Linked DNA regions of Mus musculus: region 2 is linked to region 1. Evidence: chromatin contacts called from public HiChIP or PLAC-seq data. All regions are on one chromosome and are shown on one strand. Each heading gives the region's core, a stretch centred on a gene start, on an enhancer-like site or on the middle of the called end of the contact. The rest is flanking DNA. Distances are from core to core; before and after follow the strand shown.

The links. HiChIP or PLAC-seq counts read pairs in DNA pulled down with a chosen protein or histone mark.
Region 2: an H3K27ac HiChIP or PLAC-seq map of microglia shows a contact between it and region 1, with 10 times the contacts expected there. The contact joins two enhancer-like sites. A contact is called at or near these places in 1 of 39 promoter capture datasets (hippocampal neurons) and 1 of 115 datasets of contacts at active chromatin or transcription factors (microglia).

Annotation. Positions count from the first base shown.
Region 1 is chr14:54,229,113-54,234,874 of GRCm38.p6, forward strand. No RefSeq gene overlaps it. Among named protein-coding and RNA genes, the nearest start is that of Dad1, 22 kb to the right of the region's middle. Within about 2 kb of position 4,354, at least 138 of the 459 cell types and tissues checked have an H3K27ac peak or open chromatin away from gene starts, as enhancers often do. A contact at or near this core is called in microglia, where this site is marked.
Region 2 is chr14:54,763,291-54,769,877 of GRCm38.p6, forward strand. The region is part of intron 1 of Slc7a8 (solute carrier family 7 (cationic amino acid transporter, y+ system), member 8); the gene reads right to left. Among named protein-coding and RNA genes, the nearest start is that of Slc7a8, 15 kb to the right of the region's middle. Within about 2 kb of position 5,136, at least 42 of the 459 cell types and tissues checked have an H3K27ac peak or open chromatin away from gene starts, as enhancers often do. A contact at or near this core is called in microglia, where this site is marked.

The DNA of each region.
Region 1 (5,762 bases), core at 3,104-5,603:
GCAGCACGAGCGAAAGGATGGACCATAATCCTGCGCGCTTGCTCGGATGCACCCATGCTGCGATAAAAGCAGCCTGCTGCGTGAGGATGCCGGCGCTCACATAGGCTTGGGGCCCGCCAGGTCCCCCGCTCAGCAGCGGTCCCCCACCTCGCCCGTGACTGTGGCCCCAGTAGCTTCTATCACGCACATCTGTTACTCCTTCCATGACTTCCAGCTTTTGCAAGGTCACAGTTTTTTCAGGACCACAGGACCCCACGGTATCCCATGGCCCCCCTGATGCTTCTCACTGTATCACCTGTGAGGAGACACATTTTTTTCCCTCCTCTCTGGCACCCCAGGGGCTTCCCTGATTGTAGGATTCCTTGAGCCAGTAGTAGCAGGATACAATCGCTCCAGGCACCTCCCCTCAAGGCAGGTTTTCTGAGAAGCATTCCTCCTCCAGCCAGTGTGTCCTACAATATCCTAGGGTGTGTTTGTCCTGGAAATGTGAGCATACCACCCTTCCAGAGTCCACAGGGCTGGGCAGTGGTGGCGCACGCCTTTAATCCCAGTACTTGGGAGGCAGAGGCAGTCTGATTTCTGAGTTCAAGGCCAGCCTAGTCTACAGAGTGAGTTCCAGGACAGCCAGGGCTACACAGAAAAACCCTGTCTCCAAAATAAATAAATAAACAGAAATAAACAAAAACAAAAAGAGAGGCCACAGGATTCCAGTTTTGAAGCCCTCCTGAAATCCACTTTGAAACCATCCAGTTCCTTCCATTCTCTGAAACATCCACATTAAATTTATCAACCAAGGAAAAATAAAGAAAACACCAGATGGAAGAAGCACAGACAGACGTAAGATGGGACTGGCAGAACTTGAGAGTGAAGTGGATCAAATAACATGGTTTAGGTTGTGGGAGCAACTGGTCTGTTTCATGGTCAGTCTGGGCAGGAAATACCCAAGGTAAACCTAAAAGACTGTGGTCAACAAAACTGCAAGACGCGATTTTTTTTTTTTTTTTTTTTTTTTGGTTTTTCGAGACAGGGTTTCTCTGTGTAGCCCTGGCTGTCCTGGAACTCACTCTGTAGACCAGACTGGCCTTGAACTCAGAAATCCACCTGCCTCTGCCTCCCAAGTGCTGGGATTAAAGGCATGCGCCACCATGCCTGGCGCAAGACATGATTTTTATCGACTCTAGGGCATCCTTCCTTCTCCTTGCTGACCCTGGCTGAGTTATTCCAATGATATCACATGAGCGGGCAACATCCTCGTCTAGAATCCCGAGTCACGATAGTGTGTGCTTGCTCAACATCAAAGCAAACATTACCTCCTTCGATCCTACAAACCTGAACCAAGGCAGCGCATTTCTCTGCCCCTTTGACAACTTAGGAAACATACGAACTGGCTTATATAAGACCACGGTGGGCCGGGCAGTGGTGGCGCATGCCTTTAATCCCAGCACTTAGGAGACAGAGGCAGGTGGATTTCTGAGTTCGAGGCCAGCCTGGTCTCCTGAGTGAGTTCCAGGACAGCCAGGGCTACACAGAGAAACCCTGTCTCGAAAAACAAAAAAACAAAAACAAAAAACAAACAAACAAACAAAAAAACACGGTGGACTAGTCCGAATGCCTTGGTTTCCCACCAAACAGAGCGAACACGAAGTCCTAGTGCTAGGTGCAGCCATCAGCTAGGCAGGGCCCCCAACCAGACCAGTTTCTGACATTCTGCTTCAGTGACTCAGCTGTGATTGTGTGCACTTACTTGGTTCCTCTTTAGGACTGAATTAGAATGGCAAACCCGAGCCCTGTCCACTCCAGGGAGCATGGGTGGACAGGGCTCCCCTGCTGAGGGAATACATAGCATAATAGATGCATAAACTGTAGGCTCAGTCTCATGGCGGGGATGGTGTGGCGCGGTGCCCTGTGACGGTCAGAGAACTTCAATAGTCAGTTCTCTACCTCTGCGTGGAAGCTGGGGGGGGGGGTCAATCTCAGATCACCGGGGCTGCGCAGAAGGGGTTTTTACTCTCTGAGCCACCTTGCCAGCCCCGTGGGTCAGAAGTTCAGTGATAAGGCAAAATCAGAAGACAAGATGACTCTGTATACAAAGGCACCTAGTGACGCCCTGGTGACCCAAGCTTGAACCTTAGTACCTACATGGTACAAGGAAAGAACCGACTCCTGCCAAGATGTCCTCTGACACACTCACAAACGCGCACGCACGCATACAGAAAGAAAACCACACCCTGTCAGAGGCAGAGGACCGTGGATCCTGGGGTGCCCGGCTCCAGCGGATCTATCGACAACCCAGCTCCTGCACCCGAGGCGCAGGGAACATCTTAGAAGGGGGTTGGGGGCACAACGACTGTAAGAACCAGAGAAACAGGAAGTGTGCTCTGAGATTGCGTCTTAGAAATGTGAGGGGGGATTCTCCAACCCTAAACAAGGAGCGCAGCAGCCAAGCAACACTGACAGTGGGAAACATTCTTCCCCAGGGAGAAGCCCCCCAACCAGCTATCCAACACCAGATGGTCAGCTCTGAAATCATAAGTGTGTGTGTGTGTGTGTGTGTGTGTGTGTGTGTGTGTGTGCATAAACATACACACACCTATCACAATTAAAAAGGCCAGAGGCCATGAATTTGAGAAAGTATTGGGAGGAGGGAAGTAGATGAGAGGGAGAAGGAGGGAAGGGGGAAATGACATAATTTTTTTTCTTTCTTTTTTTTTTTTCCAGGCAGGGTTTCTCTGTGTAGCCCTGGCTGTCCTGAAACTCACTCTGTAGACCAGGCTGGCCTCGAACTCAGAAATCCGCCTGCCTCTGCCTCCCGAGTGCTGGGAATAAAGGCGTGCGCCACCACGCCCGGCAATATTTAATTTTTTAAAGCAAAGTGGTCCATCCCTGTGAGAGCAGCAAGAATGGGTCCCTAGTGAGACCTCTCTCCTCCCACTGGCCAGCGAGGTCCGTGGCAAGACCCCGTCCGGCTGGATATGGTGCTGAGGGAGGAAGCATCATGTGAGAGATGCCAGTTCTGCTGCCTTCCATGAGGGCCAGTGAATCTGTAGCTGATGCGTGAAGCATCACCGCTCCCAGACTCATTAGTCATTAGCTCATCCAAAGCAAATAAATGCTTTGAGTCAGAAAGAAGATTCACATCCTAACACTGGCAACCCAACGCTCCACCTCCCCACTTGGAGAAAGGAGACTACATCCCTGTGAGATTAGAGAACCTCACGGGATCATAGAACTTCAACAGCAGACGGGAACAGGCACTTGATACTGTGCGAGACACACAGGGCATAAGTGGGTTTACTCACCCCCTAGACAGCGAGGCTGCTTCTTATCTTTATAGCCCATGCCTACTGGGCACAGCCCAGGCGCCTAATTAATTATTTACAGAATTGTACAGACAGAGGGTCCTCTAAGGTTCAAAAGACAATATGTAGCGGAACACAGTCTCAATTCAACACTTTACATCATGCAAAGCACATTCCACAATACCGGGCTGCCCACATTAGGAAAAAAAAAAATGTGTGCTCAGACTTATAAATTCAAAATTAAGTAAGTAAAATATTTCTGTCTAGTCTGACAGAAATTCTCATTTTTTTCTTTCTCACTAAAGTTCTTATTCAAGGTAAAGGACCACACATACCCAGGGGAAAAAAAAATTTTTTTTTTTTTTAATTAGCTATCGTCTTATACTGGCTAGTTCTCATGTCAGTTTGACAGTCTGGAATCATTTGGGAAAAGGGATGTCAATTGAAAAAAGTCCCCCTCAGATTGATGGGCAAGCCTGTGGGGGCATTTTCTTAGTAACTGATGAGGGAAAGCCCAACCCATTGTAGGTGGTGCCACCCTGAGCAAGCTGGCCCTGCTATAAGAAAGCAGGCTGAGCAAGGTATTGTAAGGCAGCAGGCAGCTTTCACCCCTGGTTTGAGCATCAGCTCCTGCCTTGCATTCCTGCCCCGACTTCCCCGATTCCCCGACTGATGGATTTCAGCTGTAAACTGAAACAAACCCTTTCCTCCCATGGGGCTTCCACCCCCCACCCCACCCCATGGCGTTTTATCACAGCAATGAAAACCCTAAGATAAATCTTAAGTCATGAGGCACCCAAACACTAGCCTAGACTTCCAGTCCACAACCCACCAGAACTACAACTGAGCTAGTAGCTTCCAGGTGCTGGAAACTAGCTGATGCTGGCTGGCTTGCTGACTTTCCCAAAGAAGGGAACAAATCTCTGTCACTTCCCCCAAGTATGTTCCAACAATCATAACAAGAGCGCTTTGTGGGCCAAGATCACAGACGTGATCAAAGAGCAGAGGTGCAGGCTGCCGGGAGAGGAAGCAGGAGGAACATTTGCATGCCGTGGTGACAGGAAGTGTGTAGGCAGAGGGTGCAAAGGGCTGTTTCCCACCACTGCCGAGCAAGGAACAATGTACAGTAGTTGTGGTAAATGGCTTGCAGCCCCACAGATTGAACACAGGAAATAAAAATAACCCCCCCCCCCACACACACACACAGAGGAGGTGTGAGCTGGAAGCTGCAGGAAACAGCAGGACATCCATCCCTCAGCCCATACAGTACCTGAGTCAGCAAAACCAACCCCTCCGCCCGGGGAGCCTTGTGGAAGGCCCTTCCCTAGTTGAGGAATAACCCACGGTTAGCCTCTCTGTGCGTATGGAACTGAGAGCCACAGAGCAAGCTAACTAAAGTCTACAGCAAGCCTATGGTGCATTTTCAAATTTGAACTCAAGACCCCTGAAAGTAGTTTGTACTGTTGTAAACGGTACAAACTCACAACAAGCTACGCCTGCCGCCAAGGCTAGTCCAAGGGGAAAATCACAACCCCGAGACAAAAGCAGATCTGCGCCTGGAAACTAGTACCCGGCCCAGGTGGCTCTAAGCCACTGCGAGAAATGTAAATCTTCACGCGTACTGTTGTGACGTCTTCCTTTGCTCTTAAAGTCCGATTGCTTTTCATATCTGAAATATCTGCTTATTGAATCCAAAGTAAACCTCATCCACTTCTCCGGGGAAAGCTGCAGGATGTCTGCACGAGTGTCGAGCACACTGATCGCTCAGCCATCCTAGTGAACTTCTCCTCAGTGCTAGGCCTTGGCCCACAGGACCCCTGCCAGGTTTTGTCATTATATTGAACCCAACCATTCCTAAAAGGCTTGTTAACTCACTCTGGAGTATGTCTAGCTAAGCAAAGAGCTAATAAAGAATGGAGAGGCTCAAGCTCTGTTAAGCTTCCGGGTAGTTGCAGGATACACCCAGAGCTGGAAATGCGGGCATCTCAGACTTCCGGGTGCACACCACCACCTGGCACCGTGTTAAAATGCAAAGCTTTGCTTCTGTCGCTTGGGGGTAAGGCCTGGGAGTCTCCTTTTCCAACAGCTCCAACAGTGGCCAGTACCACTAATGGCCGACTACCCACTGAATGGCAAGCCTCAATCATCCAGGATAGGGGTAGTCAGCTACACCCGAGACTGATTTGATCCAGTGTGACCCGGGCAACAGAAGCGTGAGTTCCTCAGCCTATGGCAGCGTGCAGTCCTATGGGAGGGCTTCTGGAGCACGGGTCATTTGGTAATCAGCTTCAGGGGAACACGACAGGGCTGTTCCCCATATATGGCAAACTTACTGCTCCTGAGAGACACAGAGCTCACTGGATACAGGATGCCTAGACTTCAGCCAGCAGACGCTACTCTACTCCGGCTTTGTCTTTAAAGTGATCTCCTGTGAAGACCTATGGTCTTAAGCACAAATCTGAG
Region 2 (6,587 bases), core at 3,886-6,385, 530 kb after region 1:
AATTGACCCCTTGTCAACTTGACACACAAACACATCACTAGAAAGCCTCAACCCTTACATTCTTATTCATCCCCAAGATCTAAATAACTTTAAAAGTCCCACAGTCTTTACATATTCTTAAAATTTCAATCTCTTTAAAATATCCATCTCTTTAAAAATCCAAAGTCTTTTTACAATTAAAACTCTCTTAACTATGGGCTCCACTAAAACAGTTTCTTCCTTTAAGAGGGAAAATATCAGGGCACAGTCAATCAAAGCAAAAATCAATCTCCAACCGTCCAATGTCTGGGATCCAACTCACAATCTTCTGGACTCCTCCAAGGGCTTGGGTCACTTCTCCAGCCATACCCTTTGTAGCACAGGCGTCGTCCTCTAGGCTCCAGATGCCTGTACTCCACTGCTGCTGCTGCTCTTGGTGGTCATCTCATGGTACTGGCATCTCCAAAACACTGCATGACCCCTTCAGTCCTGGGCCATCAATTGCAACTGAGGCTGCACTTTCACCAATGGCCTTCCATGGCCTCTCACAATGCTGAGCCTCAGCTGCTCTGCATGACCCCTTCATGCCTTCAAAACCAGTACCACCTGGGTGACCCTTACATATTACCAAGTCCCGCTGCAGCAAGAGTACAACCTTGGCCATCTCTGGAACACAGCCTCTTTGTGCTTTCAGAAAACACTTCCCAGAAGATGTCACCTCAATGATGCTGGTCTCTTCTTAATCACCGCTTATTTCTTAGCTCCAGCTAACCAGCATCAATAGTCCCAGTAATGCAAAGTTTTTGCTTTAGTAGTTCTGGTATCTTGTTAATCACAGCTGATTCTTCAGCCCCAGCTAACCAGAACTACAGAATCTTCACAATCAAAACAGCAATGGCCCTGAAAAGAGTCTTTAATTTTCCCTCTGAAATTTCACAAGCCAGGCCTCCATCTTCTGCACTGTTCTCAACATTATCTTCCAAGCTCCTACCAAAACATCTGACAGAGCTCTTAACAATGAATGGATCTTCAAGCCCAAAGTTCCAAAGTCCTTCCACAGACCTCCCCAAAACATGGTCAGGTTGTCACAGGAATACCCCACTCCTGGTACCAATTTGTCTTAGTCAGGGTTTCTATTCCTGTCCAAACATCATGACCAAGAAGCAAGTTGGGGAGGAAAGGGTTTATTCGGCTTACACTTCCATACTGCTGTTCATCACCAAAGGAAGTCAGGACTGGGACTCAAGCAGGTCAGGAAGCAGGAGCTGATTCAGAGGCCATGGAGGGTTGTTCTTTACTGGCTTGCCTCCCCTGGCTTGCTCAGCCTGCTCTCATAGAATCCAAGACTACCAGCCCAGAGATGGCACCACCCACAAGGGGCCTTTCCCCCTTGATCACTCATTGAGAAAATGCCTTACAGTTGGATCTCATGGAGGCGTTTCCTCAACTGAAGCTCCTTTCTCTGTGATATCTCCAGCTGTGTCAAGTTGACACAAAACTAGCCAGTACAGGAGGTATCATTATCCCCATTTTACCATCGAAGAAACCGAGACTTCCAAGGGTATCACAGCTGACTTAGCAACATCTAGATTGGAGACCTGCACCCTACTTCAAGACTGTTGTGCAAATAAAAGACTTCCCCACATACACACACCATCCTTCCACAATCCACTGGACCGCAGTGAGTGTGGTCTTATAGAGAGCTGGAGGGCAGACTCAATGTCCTCCCCTTGGGGCAGTCCTATGGTGGTGACATAAGCACCCTGCTAAGTGTCTCGATTCTCAGAACTGCTTTCTGAAAATTGCTAATAATCTGTTCTGCCCCGCATGATCATTCTTTTTTTTTTTTTTTGAGACAGAGTTTCTCTGTATAGCCCTGGCTGTCCTGGAACTCACTCTGTAGACCAGGCTAGCCTCGAACTCAGAAATTTGCCTGCCTCTGCTTCCCAAGTGCTAGGATTAAAGGCGTGCGTCACCACCACCCGGCAGCCTGCATGATCATTCATTTTTACTTCTGTGAACACTGAGGCTCAGAGAGAGAGAGAGAGAGAGAGAGAGAGAGAGAGAGAGAGAGAGAGAGAGAGAGAGAGAGAGAGAGAGAGAGAGACTTGGTCAAAGTCACATGCTGTGTGTGTAAGCAGCTCAGTCTGGTGGGGAGACCGAGTTATCAGACTCCAGGCCCAGGGCGTCCTCCAGACTCCACGAGACTTCTCCTCTGGCAACAACACCGCACAATGCAGCTCCAGGGCCTTTAAAATGCGTACATTGTCCAAAGGAAGCCTCAAGACAGGAGAACTAGGAAGGAACCTTTCAAACTCGATTGGAGTCTTTCTTGATAATAGAGGAAAGAAGTTGACATCTCTGGTGATTCTCCCCCCCCCCCCCCGCTTTTTTTTGACTCTTAGACCGGTTGTCCAGAGCAGTGGTTCGCAGCCTTCCTAATGCTGTGACCCTTTGATACAGTTCATGTAGTGGTGGCTCCACTACTAAAATTATTTTGGTTGCTACTTCATAACTGTAATTTTGCTACGATTGCAAATCATGATGTAAATATCTGTATTTTCCAATGGCCACTCATACAACTTGATACAACTACTGTGAAAGGGTCGTTAGACCACTAGAGAGATCCCGTCCCACAAGTTAAGAACCACTGGTTTAGAGGGTCACTTAAGAATGTGATGTGTCACCTTTAATCCCAGCACTTGGGAGGCAGAGGCAGGCAGATTTCTGAGTTCGAGGCCAGTCTGGTCTACAGAGTGAGTTCCAGGACAGCCAGGGCTATACAGAGAAACCCTGTCTCAAAAAACAACACCCCCCCCCAAAAAAAAGAACGTGATGCGTGCTGGGCCTGGTGGTGCTCGCCTTTAGTCCCAGCACTGAGGAGGCAGGGGTAGATGGAACTCTGAATTTGTTGTAGTTCGTCAAAAGACCCTTACTCACAAAGACCACAGAGACCGCTGCCATCGCTGCAAAACGCATGAGGATTTTTATTGATCCAACATGTTGGGGACTCTCCTCTCAGCACACAGGCCAGAGGAGAGGCCAAGAACAAAGAAAGAACACATTTTCTATACCTTTGTAAGGGGCAGATTTGAGCAACAGGGTTCTCATTGGTGTCATTGATTGGTTTGTATAGTGACTAAGTAACAGACTCATGGCCAGGAGAGAGGGGGGCTGAGAAGACACATGGGGCAGGGAAGGGAACCCATGGGGCAGGGGAAAGGGAAACACCATTAGGCAAGTATGAAAAGCAACCAGGGCAATGAACACCATAGGACACTCCTGGCCGGCCACTCCCACAGCCTCCTCTATCTCCCCTTCAGCAGCCACAACATCCAGGGCCACTGACTTCTCAGGGACCACCCCTCTTTTGCTCTGGGTTTCCTGAGCTCATTCCTCCCTAGGTTCTAGGTCCATGGGCGGGACCACTGTGACCTGCTGGCTGCTCCCTGGAGTTGGAGTGGGAGGCAGAGCAGCTGAGGACCTGAAAGGAAGTGGTCAGCATAGTGACCTGACAGGATTCTTAGGTTTATTCCAGAGGGCATAACTCAAAAACAGTCGCCAGTTGTTAGTCCAAGTCCAAACACAAAGAGACACACAAGACACACACAGAAACCATTTTCAGGCAACCACCATAGAATCACAGTACCACAGAAATGACAAACACAAGCAAGACCAATACAGGGCGTCTTACACGCGATTTCCAGAGAAGCCTGACACTATCTGTTCCAGGCATATACTGAACCCTAGCTGCTGCTGGGTTGAGAAGGACTGTTTCAGATCCAACTTCCCAGCTTGACACCGGAGCATCCTCCAGTGTTGTGGCCTGCAACATTTTGGCACGTCTCACTGTCACTGCGACCAACCCAAATGGATCTCTCTCCATGGGAAGGCCCCCAGAACCTGAGACCGGCCTAAAACCAAACCAAGATAATCAGTCAACCCTTTGGGACCAAAACCAGACCTGAAACCAGACAAACCAAAAGCAAAACAGAATCAGAAGGTGGTCTAATGGAGGACACACAAGTGAACAAGACAGACAGACACACAGACATACAGACAGGCAGGGAGGGATTCCACTTTGCCTCCGATGTACGGTTTCTGTGTCCCACTGAAGAGGGTCTTCCCAGCCAAGCACCAAATGTTGTAGTTCGTCAAAAGACCCTTATCACAAGGACCACAGAGACCGCTGCCATCGCTGCAAAACGCATGAGGATTTTTATTGATCCAACATGTTGGGGACTCTCCTCTCAGCACACAGGCCAGAGAAGAGACCAAGAACAAAGAAAGAACACACTTTCTATACCTTTGTAAGGGGCAGATTTGAGCAACAGGGTTCTCATTGGTGTCATTGGTTGGTTTGTATAGTGACTAAGTAACCCTTTGGCCTAGTGACTCACTTTGCCTGCCCCCATGGTGGGTTATTATGATTTGGACAGCAAAGTAATAGTACATTAACGTCACAGCTATTAACGTCAGGGGAATTCTCCCAACAAGGTCAGGGTGGTGTGTGGTCTTTGTCAGAATTCAGTGTGGGGCGGGGGGCAGGAGAATTGCTAATCTTGTTATGGCTATTTTTTTGAGAACAGCTAATATTATTTTGGTAGCTGCAGGTTTAATCATTTTGACCGCTAAAACTATGTTTTTACATTTGTTTAGTCAGGCAGCTTCCTTATCTGGCTCTGCACTTTGCCTGCTAGTACAGTTTGGAAAGTCCTTTTTGAAGGGGGAAGGTACTGGGTGGTCTTGAATTCATTTTGGATATTACAAGTTCAAGGCCAGCCTCGTCTATAAAGCAAGTTCTAGGGACAGCAAGGGCTACACAGAGAAACCCTGCAAAACTCTGTCTCAAAAACCAAACCAACCAAACAAAAAAGTATGTGATGCACACCTGCCTGCTAGTGCCAAGTTGCCTGAGATCAGGGTCCTAACCCTGCTTCCACCCACACTGGTTAACACCGCAATCATCGTTAGATCTTTAGTGAAAGCTAGATTTTAGGATGCCTGGACAATGAGGCTAAGCTAAACTTGTCCTGTCAGAGAAAAGCCATGTAAACCATTTCAATAAAAAAGAGGCCAAGTTGTAGCAGTGGGCAAGTCTTCATAGGCAAACGGCCAGAACGGAGAAAATGTTCACTTGCTGCACGTAATCACTAACTTCCTCATGCATGTGACCCCCTATTCCGGCATTACTCATACTCAGGCTTGTTCACACTCGAATGCTGTAGCCCTCAAAGAATTTCCTAAGAAGAGAAATTACAGACTTGTAATGCCCAGCCTTAGATCCAAAAGACCTTGGCCTTCCTTACTCATGCAAGACTTCATGTCTAGCCACAGCTTCCTGCTGGGTATCAGAGCTGAGGCCACCTCCCTGAAGTGACTGTGACTTGTACTTCTCCAATGGGTGAGTAGGAGAATATCCATGCCTTCAGACCTGGGGAACGGTGTGGAAGCAGGAACCTGGGATCAGGCTTTGGTCCTTACTCCCAAACCCGTGAGCTCCCCAGGTACCTTCTTCTGTAAACACTTTCCCACCAGCACTGGACAAACAGCTTCTCTGGAGGTGGGAGTATGCTATGATGCCGACACACGCCCTGTTTGGTTGCAAATCCTGCAGACTAGAGATGCAGATGGTGCCACAGGACTCTGCAGTGCTGGATTCCTTGCTACAGTGGACACTAGACTCAGAGGAGCCAGAGCCCTCACCACTCATAAGCCACGGGACTCCAGTTTTTCTGAGACTCATTTCCTTCATGTTCACAATGGGAATAATGGCTCTTACCCCACCTACTTTGCTGTGGGGATCAAGGCAGCTTACACCTCTGTAAGACACTCTGTAATGCATGAAATGCTAAAAAAAAAAATATTAATTACGAGCGTTTATAGTAGTAGAGTAGAGACAGAGTCCAGCCAGAGATGAACGCAGCAGACTGGCTTTGGAGGCTTGGCTACCAAACAGCACTGTACAGCCAAGACCATGAGGCATCTTCTGATTCATTTGTCTATTTGTCTAGGTATACATTTTAGATGATGCAGTGGGGCGGGCAGCAGGTAATTGCATCTCAAGAAGTATTTATTGATCGCCCACTCTCCACATGCCTGCTTTGAAAGGTAATTGGGAAGTACTTGTTCATACATGGTTCTTTAGAGAAATAGATGGAGCGAATCACCACCCACCAGTCACTGAAAGACAAGCCTTGTGGCCTCAGGGGCTGCAGAGCTGAGCCCTGACCGGTTCCTACCCAGGATCCACTCAGTACCTCCAGCATCTCTATCTTCCTTGGTGCGTTAAAGCCAGGAACAATTTTGCTCCTACCTCCAGGACACAACTGGCAATGTCTGGAGACGCTTCTAGCCTTCACACTGGAGTGAGGGGACCTCTGGGACTTAAAGTATCAAGGCCAAGGATACTGCTAAAGATCCAACAGTGACCAAAGAATCTCCCATAAAAAGAAGGATCTGGCCCAAGAAGCAATAACATCAAGGTTGAAAAACTCTCATCGTCCCTGAAACTTCAATGTTAATGTCTGGCTAATCCCAAACGTCTCTTTCAGATTCAAAGTTGGGCTTTGTTTTACTTAGCTACACACAAAAATGTATTATCTATG